Linked DNA regions of Hordeum vulgare: region 2 is linked to region 1. A link is a contact called in public Hi-C data. All regions are on one chromosome and are shown on one strand. The core of a region is the stretch at or near the end of the contact, and the rest is flanking DNA. Distances in the headings are between cores, read along the strand shown. Region 1 holds the start of LOC123445212 (protein XRI1-like). Region 2 holds the start of LOC123440687.

What was found. Hi-C and Micro-C count contacts between places; a contact is called where the count stands out from the background.
Region 2: a Hi-C map of leaf shows a contact between it and region 1, with 2.1 times the contacts expected there. The contact joins the promoter of LOC123440687 here to the promoter of LOC123445212 in region 1. A contact is called at or near these places in 3 of 6 Hi-C or Micro-C datasets (leaf and seedling) and 1 of 1 datasets of contacts at active chromatin or transcription factors (embryo).

What each region holds. Positions count from the first base shown.
Region 1 is chr3H:571,863,914-571,870,421 of MorexV3_pseudomolecules_assembly, reverse strand. It overlaps LOC123445212 (protein XRI1-like), which reads left to right and starts at 2,761. Exons shown (of 9, transcript XM_045122170.1): 1 at 2,761-3,024; 2 at 3,948-4,003; 3 at 4,088-4,210; 4 at 4,762-4,850; 5 at 4,974-5,034; 6 at 5,116-5,218; 7 at 5,333-5,370; 8 at 5,452-5,541; 9 at 5,675-6,251. The coding sequence starts at 2,990. The coding sequence ends at 5,955.
Region 2 is chr3H:572,203,353-572,209,860 of MorexV3_pseudomolecules_assembly, reverse strand. LOC123440687 reads right to left here and starts at 3,975. Exons shown (of 3, transcript XM_045117244.1): 1 at 3,605-3,975; 2 at 2,775-2,990; 3 at 2,173-2,632. The coding sequence starts at 3,914. The coding sequence ends at 2,526.

The DNA.
Region 1 (6,508 bases), core at 1,512-4,011:
TGCCCAAAAATTTTGAGAGCAATCGAGCAAATGAAAAGGGTACTTGCTTCACAACTTGACAGATAGGGAAGAATCAGAAAAGGAATTTTTGGAAAATATTTTTGAACATGGCAAGGAAATATTTTGTCATATCCGAGGAAGATATGACCCAATAGATTTATGAGAATTATTTGGGAATTTTTGGAGAGATATAAATGGGGGTTGCTTCACAACTCAAGGCAAACAGGATTATTCCTTTAAAAGAAAAAGGAATATTCCCATGGAAAAGAATCTTGGGATTGGCTCAAGATGGAAATGGCTAGGTCTTGGGGTGGTTTGAAGATTGGCAAGCCACTAAGAAAAAGAAATCAAGAGTAATCCCTTTAAGTTTCAAAACTGTTAAGCCTCAAAAAGCAAAATCAAATCAAAATCAAAAGGGAAAGAAATGGGAAAAATCCAGTGTGTTACACCAGAGTGTCGGCAAGACTCGTCAACTTGTTGAAGTAGTCGGTGATGCTGAGATCAAGAAGCTTGGTCTTCCCAAGCTCGGTGCAGATGGCATGAGCACGCGTGTGTTGCTGAGGCGTGAAGCTAATGTGCATAGTAGAACATGCACCCCGAGAGGTGGTAGCGAAGAGGACTGAATGTCCGAAAGAATAGCTTGATCCTAGGCCACCCATGCATGGTATGATAGATGATACGGTAGTGGACACGAAAGAGTACTGTCGACGTACCCTTCGAGGTAGCGGTTGCAAAGTAGAGGCACCAACTGTGGACGCCACGCCAAGTAGTTGTTCGGCGTGAGCTTCACCCGGATGAGGTACGTGAAGTAGAACGGCATTGCGGCTGCAGCATGATCCCCGAGGGCAGATGACATCGGCAGCGGGGCGTCCCGTGGAGGCATTGCACCAGCAGGAACAAGCGGAGAAACCTCCATCTCCAACGCCGACGGATGAGCCCCATAACCCATGGACATCGGCGGCGGTGGATGAGACAATGGTGCCCCATATGGAGAGGTGGAGAACCCGCCGTACGACACTGACGACGGAGCCTCGTAGGGCAACAGATGTGTCTCATAGGACGGCGGCGGATGCGCCCCATAGGGTTGTAGCGATGGCACCCCGTATGGCGATGGCGACGACTGCACCTCGTAGACCGGCGATGGCGACGCCCCGTAAGGCTGCGTCTGCAATGCCCCGTAGGGCTGAGCTGGCGGCGCCCCGTTGGGCTGAGCCGACTGCGCCTCATAGGGCTGCGACGGCGGCGCCCAGTAGGACGACGACGACGGCGACACGTAGGGCTGCGGCAGATGCGACCCATGAGGCGGGGCCGACGGACGAGCGCCGCGTGATGCAAAGGCGATGGGAGCAGCGGTCGAGGGCCCCACGAACGCCCCCAGATGAATCGCGGCCAGCGGTCCAGACGCCATGAACAGCGACTGGAGAGCCAGAGGAGACGATGACGGCGGGGCTGGGGAGGTGCGGCGACGGCAACGAAAGACATAGATCGACCTATATTGATAGCATGTAAAACTTAGGTTTAGGGAACTGCTCAACACCCTTTGATGGGTGCGATTATCTTATATATATATATATATATATATATACAAAGTGTACATTAGAGATTACAAGTCATGTACAGAGACTACGCATATATACAGTCTAATAACGTCGAGGAAGCTTCGTTGGGAAAGTAACTACCGCCACCACAACATCGTCTGACCAAGGGTAGCACTAGACGTCGAGGAAGCTTCGTCGAGAAAGTAACTACCGCCAGCATAGCATCGTCTGACCAAGGGTAGCACTAGGCGCCGAGGAAGCTTCATTGGGAAAGTAACTGCTGCCAGCACAACATCGTGTGCCCGAGGGTGCGGTAGACACCGAGGAAGCTTCGTCGCGAAAGTAACCACTGCCAGCATAACATCGTGTGACCGAGGGAGCGGTAGACATCGAGGAAGCTTCGTCGCGAAAGTATCCGACACGAGCGCTAGACGCCGAGGAAGCTTCGTGTGGAAGGAAAATAACGCTCCCGAAAGAGGGGCGGTGGTGGGGACACGCAGAGACACACGGATCACGTGTGAGTTGACCGACGCGAGCGTCATATCGCCGGATGAAGGGGGGAATCATTTTCTAAATTGTTTTTTATGATTAATTGGCGAAAAAGATGAAAGAACTTGAGCCAATTATATGTTGTGAAAAACGGGGAGTTTGGGCATATTTTTGTACAGCTCACAAGAATGTAAAGACTAAAATGAAAACATAATAAGGTTTCTAATGTTTTTTGTAAAAGGTTTCTAAAAATAATGAAAACTTCTTTTCTGAGGGAAAAAAATAATGCAAACTTGAAGATGTGCACATAACAACGAGTCAGCTTGAAGCGAGAGCCCGTTCTGATACTGCTCGTGGAGACTGCAGGTGCGTCCGAGCACGTCGTCGGCCGAGGCACGGCGCGGAAATGCCATGCCACCGGTTCCGTTCCGCCGTGGTACCGCCAACGGACAGCCTGCGCGGCCGCGCCGCACGGTTTCTTTCTTTCTTTCCCCTTCCTTCCTTCCTTCCGCCACAAGGCTACGGGGCGGGGCAAAGCCTAAACCTGAAACTGCCCTGATAAATTAATCATCATTACCGACTGATCCGTGAATTGGCCGATTAGTCATAGGATAATCATCGTCTTCTCGTCCTCGGCCCCCGCGCCCCCCTTGAGCGGTCACCTTGGAGAGCGAGCGAGAGGGGGGAGGGGGGGGAGGCAATAAAGGCGCAAGCTTTGTTTTCTCGGGGACGGACGGGGGCCCGTAGAGAGAAGCACGAGGGAGAGGTGACTGAGGGAGGGAGGGATAAACTGCTCCCACCACCACCACCACCACCACTGCGCCCACTCTCCAGTCTCCAGTCCCTTCCTCCGTCCCGCTCCACCCGCTCCCCACTCCGCGTCCCCCCTCCGCTTCCTTCCTTTCCTTCTCCGCCTTTCCCTTTAGAGCGCCGCCGGCCTCGGATCCGGTCCGCGGCGGGGGATGATGGACTTCGACGGCGGCATTGGCGATCAGAGGTGCCTCTCCTTCGTCCTCCTCCCCCTCCCTCCTCCGTCCGGTTTCTTCATCCTCGCCGACCACCGTACGGCGCGGCCGGAGAAAAAAAAGCTTGCCGTATTTTTTTTTCGTTGAGTCGCGCGATTTGTTTCTTCTTCGGGCCTTAATCCCGTCGTCCCCCTCCACTGGTTGAGCCGCCCTAATTTCGCTTTCTCGGTACGGCGGTTACTTCTCCGTTGGTGCTAGTACCGCCCTTTTCCGTCCTCATCGTCTTCTTCATCTTTTCGTCCTCGCATGATGTTTGGGGAACCAAGCAGGGCAGGGGAAAAGACTTCCAATTCTGGGAGAGAAAAAAAGGATCATGTCTTCTTTTGACGGAGGCTTTTAGTTTCCTCTTTTGTGCCGTACCGTGGTTGGTTGCGACTAGGGATGGCTGGCCGTGTGTGCGTTGGTGCTGGTCTTGTCTTTTGCTGTTAAACCCTAGCTAGCTGCTGTTCATGGCGTCCTTCCATTTTCTCCTGCCTCTGTTTCTTTGGCCCATGCCCATGCCCATGCCAGGCTGTTTCTTACATGCGAATGCCCAAGCTTTCCTAATCCTCAAAGGTTTCCTTTTTTTTACTGCGAGTTACTCCTTGCGCTGTTAATGTTTTCTGTAAATCTTTGCGCTACAATACCGCTGTCTTGGGCTCTGAAGAACATTCTGGTGTCCGCAGGAAAAGGAAAACACTGAAATGTGCTAGTATAAGAGTTGAATTTTTCACCATCTATTCAGATGTACTTGGGACTTTTTACATGTTCAGGCTGCAGCTCTTGTTGTGTAATAAGCCTGTGCAAAGATGCATACTCTGCGCTCTACTCATTTTTATGTAAAGCTTTCACCAACTGTTTACGCCTGAGTGGCCATCATCCCTAACAATGCTCTTTGATGTGCAACTTTGTGCAGTGAGATGTGGGACTGGCAGAATCAAGAGTTCGATTTGCAGAAGGATCTGTTACCAGGTTTGCGGCACGCCTTTGCATCATTCCTACTTCCCTAAAACTGCATCCAGTTGACTGATGAGGGCTACTCTTCTGATTTTGCAGCTCCATCTACCTCCTTGTGGGCTGAAGCAAACCACAATGAGGTTGATTCTTGGAGCCTGTTCGATGAGCAAACCCCAATTAAAGAATGTACAGACATAGATTTGCCCTTCTGTGGTATAGGAGGTAAAAAAAAATGCTCTTCTGTTTACATACCATTGTTACCTCTGAATCACTCATACTGTGCTATCAGACAAGGATATCTAAGCATTTAGTGTGAAGTCACTTGTAACTTTACAGTTTACCACCCATATCTGAATTGAGATGCACTTTACTGCCACCTTACACTTGCTTACTGTTTTAGAAGTGTTCTTTGTATTTATACGTGCCCTCTAGTTGATTTATAGCTCCATGCTTCGTGGTACAGAAGTATTTGTATGCAGTCTTTGGACTGCATTTTTGTATGCAAGCAGAGCAGTAGATATAATTTAGTCATCTGCTTGGCATTTGTGAAAACATGTTTTGCCTAGCTGCGCTCAAATAGGTTTGATTTGAGCCACCACTTAGTACTGTCTGGTGATTTAACCTTTAACCAGAAGTCAGAGCAATGGATTTTACATGTAATTCCCGACCCATCTCGCGAAAACAAAGAAGAGATGAAAGGAAATTTGCATGCCTTTTTGCTGCGTACTGAAAATGCACTTCAAGTTTAGTGACCTTGTGTAAGGACAATGCAGATATTATTATCAAGGACTTTGATGAAGGAAAGGAAACCTTACAAGCTAAACGAAGGCGTATGCTGCAGTTCTGTCCAGACAACGCTGGGGTACGTGCAATGAAGACCTACGGACTATACTTTTTGGTTTCAACATTCTGTGTCCAGCTGATTTTTTTTTTCATTCATTACAATGGTGATTTAACTCCATCGATATGTACTGTTTGTATGTAGTTGGATTGTTCTCTGACGGATGGGCTCTTGGAAAATCTGCAAGTGAATTTGGATTTCTCAAGTAGGTCTTCCATCATCTCTGCAAAGTGTTGCACTGAGTTGATTCTCCTCTCATCTATCCTAATCCTAGAGCTGATTGCAGGTGACGAGCATTTGTTACACTGTGATGGGACAGAGGAACTACCTGAAGAATGGCTGGTTGATTGCTCACAAGACAGTGAGAGTCGTTCCCCGCAAGAAGAATTGTATGTTTTTTTTTTACTGAGAATCCTTGTGCATGGCTTTAATATTGTTTCTGTAAACTGTCCATCTGCTAAGTTTTTTGTTTTCTCATGGTTTCTTCTGATCCTTCTCGACAGGAAAAGTCTTAGTGCTGCTGTGGAAACCAATGTCTCTGGTTAGTATAATGGTCCAGGGTACATATTATCAACGGTTATCACAATTGTAACACTACTGATGCTACAACTCTTTGTTCCAGTTCTTGAGAATTCGTTAGTCGAGCTCGAGGAGCAGCCTATCATCAAAGTTGTGAAGAAACATGTGCAAACTAAACCTACACCTCTGAAAGGTTTGCCAACTCCTGTCACCGTTTGATCAGAGCACCATTAGTTCAATTATTTTTCACACAATTCTCTGTTTGCATGGCGCTGCATAATTTGTGCAAGTCGCTGATACATCGTACCCTGATTATTGATTCACAGCTGGAAGAAACATCATCAGAGCAAAGAAGCTGAAGGCAGCATCGGTGGCCTACCCCTTCGAGCTCATCAAGCCGTGCGGGTTCCGCGGCGACACCACCCTGAGGGACATAAACAAGAAGATCCTCTCGCCTCCCCCGTACAGGATCAAGCACAAGATCGATGAGGTGCCTGCCCTGTTCCAGGAGGCCTCGGCCATCTCCGGGAAGCCCGTGGTCCACAAGACGAAGATCCACACAGAAGGCGGGAAGGGCAGCATCACCATCACAAGAACGAGAGGCTAACCGAGTCCTCCACATTACCACCGTGGGAGTAGATGATTTTGCGTCCAACAAAGAAGTGTGTATGGTTGGCTTGGTTGGTTCTTGCTGCAACATTTGACCTGTGCTGGATTGTTAGGGTGGTTGACTGGTAGAGCAGGCCTAGAATTGTGTCTCCGTGTAGGCAGTTGGTTTGGATAGTGTGTTTTTCCTTTTGGTTCAAAGGTGGTGGAAAAAGTTGATGTGATGATCTGGTTTAGTATATGGACATATGTGTAGTTTGTTTGGTGAGATCAAATTATATATTCTGCAGTAACTTACCTCTGTTGCCTCCCATGCCTGAAACCCTGAATCCTGCTTGTACTACCATACAAGAAGGCCCTACATAAGTGATGATGGTGTCGTCCGTGATCCCAATGATCAGAGGGAGGCAGGCGGATGAGATGATGAGCGGTGGCGGCCCTACTTTGCAACCGTACTAAGATTAACTGCCAGGATTCGCAGTAATCGGTACCGAGATCTTGTCTTGCATGCTGCATGCTGCATGCTATGGAGATCGATCGATCGATTTGATGAT
Region 2 (6,508 bases), core at 2,726-5,225, 340 kb before region 1:
TTGGGTCGAGCAGCGCGCGGACGCACAGAGGAATCGGGATTGGGCAGGCGCAGTAACAGAAAACATTGTATAAAATCCTGAAACATTTAGATAACAATTTCAGAACATTCTTTCAAATTTCGGAACATTTTTTTAGAAAAATCCAAAACATTTAGATAAAAATTCCGGAACATTTTTTCAAATTACGGAATATTTTAAAATTTCGGAACATGTTTACAAAATTTCAAAAACATATTTCGGAACATGTTTACAAAATTTCAGGACATTTTCCAAATCCGGGACATTTCTTCAAATTCTGGAACATTTTTCAAATTTCAGAACATTTTCTAAAAATTCCCCAATTGTTTTCAATTCCAGAACATTTTTTAAAATTTCGACACATTTTTCTGAAAAACCGGAACATTTCCCAAATTTGGAAACTTTTTTTAAATTCAGGAACATTATATTTCTAATTTCGGACATTTTTACAAATTCCAGAATAATTTTTCAAATTCCTAAACATTTTTCGAAAGTCCAGATTTAAAAAAATAAATCAAGAACAACTTTTGGAAATCCAGATTTTTTTAAAGAAAAACACTATCATTCAGCCGGCTGATGCACAAGCGAGTGTTTGCCACTTGCTTAACCGTCCCATCAATTATGATCTAGGGCTCATGCTTGTCACAAATCAGTCCCGCGTATTTAGTTTTTCTTTTTGCAATAAGAATCTTGTTTCAGTAGATTTGTGCAACACATGACTAGTTTCGGAAAGAAAAAACGACTTGGTAGTGAAGTTTCTTTTTCTGCAATTAGGGTCTTATTTCAAAAGATTTTTACGACATATCTTTTGTTTCAGAAAGAAAAATGTTTCGATGGTGATTTTTTTTTTCTATAACAAGATCTTGTTTCAGAAACATAGCCCGAGTTGCAATGTCGAAGGAGCGCCCGATGTTAAAGAGTGAGTGGTCAAACATTGCGGCATGAGCCATATTTCAGAAACATAGCTTTAGTTGCAGAAAATGGCGAAGGAGCGACTGGCGTGAGAGGTCGTCTCTGTCGTGAGAAGTCTCTATAACAAGACCTATGTTGCAGAAGTATCCGCAACACCAACTTTGTTATATGAATGGAAGATATGCTACTTCTGCATGATGATGCCATATCCGACGGCTCGTAATCGGACTGATCTTTTAAAAAGATCATCCGGCGGACCCGTAGCACTGGCCATTTTTTTTAAAGCAAGAATATTTTTCAGATTTGAAGAACATTTTTTAAAACAAAACAGAAAAAACAGAAATGAAGAAAGAAAAAAGGAAAAAAAGCCGATTCAGGGAACCTTTTAGAAGTTTTCTAAAACCAGAAAAAATCGATTGAAACCTTTGAAAGGTTCCCAAAACCAGAACGCTCGAGCGGTTATATGGGCCGGCCTGTTGCGTCGCTGCTCGGTCTTTCGGCTGTGCGAAGAGCCGACTGCTTGACGCAACGAGCGGCAGATAGGATATTCCGGCTAATTGCACCTTGTAATCGTGTTTTACAGTACGCCAACCTTAAGACCTGACTTTAGACCTAATAATATATAGAATCAACTCTATTAATATATAGAAGACTTTAGACCTGAATTTTGTTGGTGGTATGCATCTTTCTTTTGTTATCGTTTGTGTATACAATCATGTACCCCAAAATTTATACTCCCTCCGTCCGGATATACTTGTCCTAAAAATGTACAAAATGGATGTATCTATAACTAAAATAAGTCTAGATACATCTATTTCTAGGACAAGTATTTCCGGACGGAGGGAGTAGTTATTATCCCAAAGAGTATAATTCTTCAGGGATTTACGTGGGTATTAGTCATACCAAGTAACCCATCTCTATGTGGCGAAATACTGAATACTTCTTCTCTCTCTCTTTTTTGAATCTCCAGCATGCATATGCATTGTGAAATACTGAATAATTGTGCATAGGATACATTCAAACCAAAAAGAAGTTGCTATTCCTAGAAAAAAATTGTAAAACCCAGGATTTCCTGTAATTAAAAAGTATACTTCTGTTTTGGTACTTCTGTAAAACCAAAAATGTCTTGCAACAAATGCACTGATTACAGATTTCACGGTGCTAGTAGGCTAGTAGCGCTAGCGTTTTGCAGGCAAAATATACCCAAGTTAGGCCAGCCATTGCTATGTTCACAGAAAGACATCGGCAAGTTTTCTGGCATTATATCAAATACAGCGATGTACACAAGAAATACTCCATTGTACAACTGTTCTAACTAGCACTGTATCCAAACCTGAAACTATTGTAACTAGCACTCTGTCTAAAAACCAGAAACTATGGCTCTGGACCAAACTAACTACATGATGGCAATGGGGAATCACTAAATCTCACTAGGCCTCTTAGCCATGCCAGTTTGTCATCATAACCCACTCTGGAGTTGTACCGAGTAACAATGACTCGCGACAAAGCGACAATCAAATCTCAGTCACTGGCATCAACTTGCAAGTTTTCTTTTGAGTAGCAGTAAAATATCAACCTGCAAGAATAGACTGGCATCACCATACTCTCTTGCACGACAGTGAGGTGACCATCTCCTCATCCGATGGCCGCTTGTCGTGACTGCTGGCGAAGCTGCAAGAGCATTTAACTGGCTGCTGTGCTTCTACTCCATTGATTATAACCAACCAATGCAATAAACCAAACAAGAACCTTTCAGATTTCAGAATATTTTGTAGATTATTGGTGAATATAAATAACTGGTTAAGATTCTTGAGAGATTTGTTTAGTTCTCAGTTGCCACTCACCAGAGCCTGAGCTGTAGTCTACTTGTTTAGTCTTCTTAGATGGACTAGCCTCGTCCAATCTGAGTCTTCTCTTCAAACCAAGGGTGATCACATCGGTAAGTAGCTCTTCGACAGCTTTTGACTGCGATGAGCTATTGTGTTGGAGCTTGCACTTCTTGGAACCATTTTCGGTCTCTAACCCAGACTTTCGCTTTGTGGACAGAAGAACTCTGGGCTCTAACAGAGATACCAATTGCAGATTCAGACCAAAATTTCGTTGAAATATCACATTGTATTTAACTTCTGCAAGTGCAGTAGACATAAAGGCGTTCTTCTAGCACTGAAAATATAACGTACTGAATCGTATGATCAGGAAATGCTGCTAAGTATTGTACTTGGTCATTGAGAAATAACACTTGATATGAGATAACTGTTTCGCAACAACCATATGCAAAAGGTTGTGAATCTATGAGGTCATATAGTGTCAAAAGTCACAAAATCAGGAACAGTATAGTTGAGTTGCTCGATGCTGGGACAGTTCCATATTCCAACGCCCTTTACTGATAATCAATATCCAAGTTAGTACTACCTGCATATTGTGTACTTATATTTTGAACTGAACAATTGGACCCTGAACAATTATTTCACTAGTTCGTTTTTTTCGCGGGAATTCTGCTATACTACATTAACGGAGCAAAAACTTCAGGGAATCAGAGAGCAAGAGGTTGGTAAATGTAGCTTCGATTCCCCTCTCGATTGCAAAATGTAGCTTTGATTGCCGAAAATTGACAGGATAGCAGTTGCTCTGTGCTTCTCTAGTACTAAGTCATAGGACAGAAAGGGAGGCGCACCTGGGGGCGAAGGCGCGGGCCCGCCATCGACGGCGACGGGCGCGGAGGGGTCGGCACCCGTGGGCTGCCCGCCCGCGGCGAAGAAGCAGAGGAGCTCGCCCCAGGTGACCGCCAAGGAGACGTAGCCAGAGCCGCAGCTGAGGAAGTAGCCGTTGAGGCCGACGGTGGCCGGGTCCAGCCCCAGCGCGAGGCCCACCTGCGCGAGGTCCACCCCGTCACCTCCCTCCACCTCGATCGCCACCGACGAGGCGGCGTCGGGCGGCGAAGCAGACCCGCGCAGGTGCACTGTCAGGAGCGACGGCGAAGCCATCGGCGGCGCTTCTGCCTCGCACTATCGCTGGTTAGATCAGGGAGAGGGGGGGGGGGGGGGGGGGGAGAGGGAGCGGAACAATGGCGTACGCTCTGGTTGCTTTCTCGCCGCCGCCGCCGCCGTTGCTGCTGGCGCGTTGTGTCGGAGTGTGGGCCGAACCTTGGACAACAATGGGTGAGCAAACGCGCACATTGGCGCTGTGACGATTGTTAGTGCGCTCCTTCGGTTGGCCCAATATTCATTTATTTTAAAAATACTAGCAAAAAAGCCCTGACGTTGCAACGGAAACAAAATTAATAAGGTTCGTTTTAAATCTTATTGCCAGTAAGGCTGAGCCAGGATTTAGGGGGGGGGGGGGGCAGGGCAAGCTGAATAAAAATTTCTAGTGTAAAAGAAAAATACTCCCTCCGTTTCAATATATAAGACCTTTTAGAGATTTCACTAAAAGACTACATACGGAACAAAATGAATGAATCTACATATCTAAAATATGTCTATGTACATTCGTATGTAGTTTATAATGTAATCTCTAAAAGGTCTTATATTTAAAAACGAAGAGAGTATTACAATGATAATATCAGATGTCCCCGAGAGGATAATATGATGTATTGCTTCGGACTATAAAAATATAGTCACACTTGTTTATTTTGAATTGCTCTATGATTACAAATAACAAAAATGTCAGGTACACTCATACTTATAGTAACTAATTATCATTATCAAGCTAACTTCACACATTAGTTCATTACACAAGGAATACTACTACTTTACTGTGATTTCATGATTAAACGATCAAATAATGCAATACAACCACAATGCAAAGCAAGCAGCAACTAGGCCTCAATTGGTACATATATATGCAAAATTTAGAGTATAGAATGTAGTCAGAAATACTCACCAAATTCTGAAGAATTGATGAGCACTCACGGCGGTAGTTTCTTGGGTCTTCAGAAATGATGACTGCTGCGTCGCGGCGGCGCCGCCTCAATCAGATTGGGAGAAACCGTATGGGGGTAGCTGACGGGAATGGGCACTTAACGTGATAGCCTGGGAGCGGAGTAGGCCTAGAGTGGGCCTTCCTATGGACATTTCTTTAGAGAGTTTGCATTAATTAGATTTTGGGGGGCCAGCAGCCCATCACGAAGAGTTTATCTCTAATTACTGCGTAGCTGGTAAGCAAAGTCTGGATCGATAGGGGGGCCAGGCCCTGCTCGCCCCCCTGTCTCGGCGTTTCCTATTTAACGCTGCAGGCACCCGTTTGTGTGCATTTTCGCAAACTGACGCTTATATTATCCTATGATGGGCCGGCCCATTATACTGTGTATTTTAATACTCCACAAGTTATGTTGTCGGTGGGATTCAGACCAGGGACAACCGGTTTCCAAGACGACGTGCAAACAATCCGGACACGTACTAGGATGAGGTTGATTTAATTATTTACTTTTTATTGCTTACTAGCAAAAGGACCCATGCGTTACAACGGGAGAAATAAATACCACACGGCACATGCTCTTAATTTATAAAAAATGTCTATAATGTGAGAATTTATAGTTACGATACAAATAAAGATGGTCTTATCCTACAAAAATGCAGTTCAAAATTTCACAGGTCTTCTATTTTAACACGGCTTGCATGTAGATTTAATACGTACGAAGAATCAGTCAAGTGACCTTCAGTTTCATCTCTAATCCTGATTTTGTTGACGTGTTCATCCCCAACCCGGATGAGTACCGGTATGAAAGAAAGACGAATAATGACTTATTTATTAAGATTTCACCCTAGATAGTATTTTTATTAAACGTTTAACAGATAAAATAATATCATATTTAAATTCTACAAATTTTTCTAATCAAATTCCATATATAATATGTTAAATTTGAAGTTATGGTTTAAAAGATATGAGTATTTTAAAAAACATTTAATATATACTACGAGTTTAATGTCATAAACAGCAAGGTTTTTTTTGTAAAATCACCTCGGTGGGTTTTTCGACGGAAACGATAGCCTCGGTGCGTTTTCCCATTTGATGAACTTTTTCAAATTAGATAAAAAAAATTCAAAAATAATGAACTCTTTTTTAAATCGGTGAACTTTTTAAAAATTTGATGACTTTTTTCAATATTAATGTACTCTTTTTTAATTCGGTGAACTTTTTTAAAATTTCAATGATTTTTTTTTAATTTCGATGGATTTTTTTCAAATTTGTTGAACTTTTTTTGAACACGGGTTATCTTTTTTTCAAATTTGATAAACGTTTTTCAAAATTACTGAAATTTTTATAAACATTAATGAAGCTTTATCAAATGTGATAAACATTTTTAAAATTACTGAAATTTTGCAGCGCCGTATAGGAGGTCCCCCTTGTCTCCGCCCCTGCTCGACTTGACATTGTAACATTGCCATAGTATGTTTTTTGAGAATATACAAAAGTTATGCATACCTATCCATTGATATAGTCATATAGCGGGAGAGGAAAAGTTAGAAATACATATATGGATTTATTCAAGCCCTAACACATGTGTGAGCAAGCTTGCAAACCAAGGGGTTTATGCCTCTAAAGGAGAGAAAGTACGTCTCACCGATCGGGACTGCAA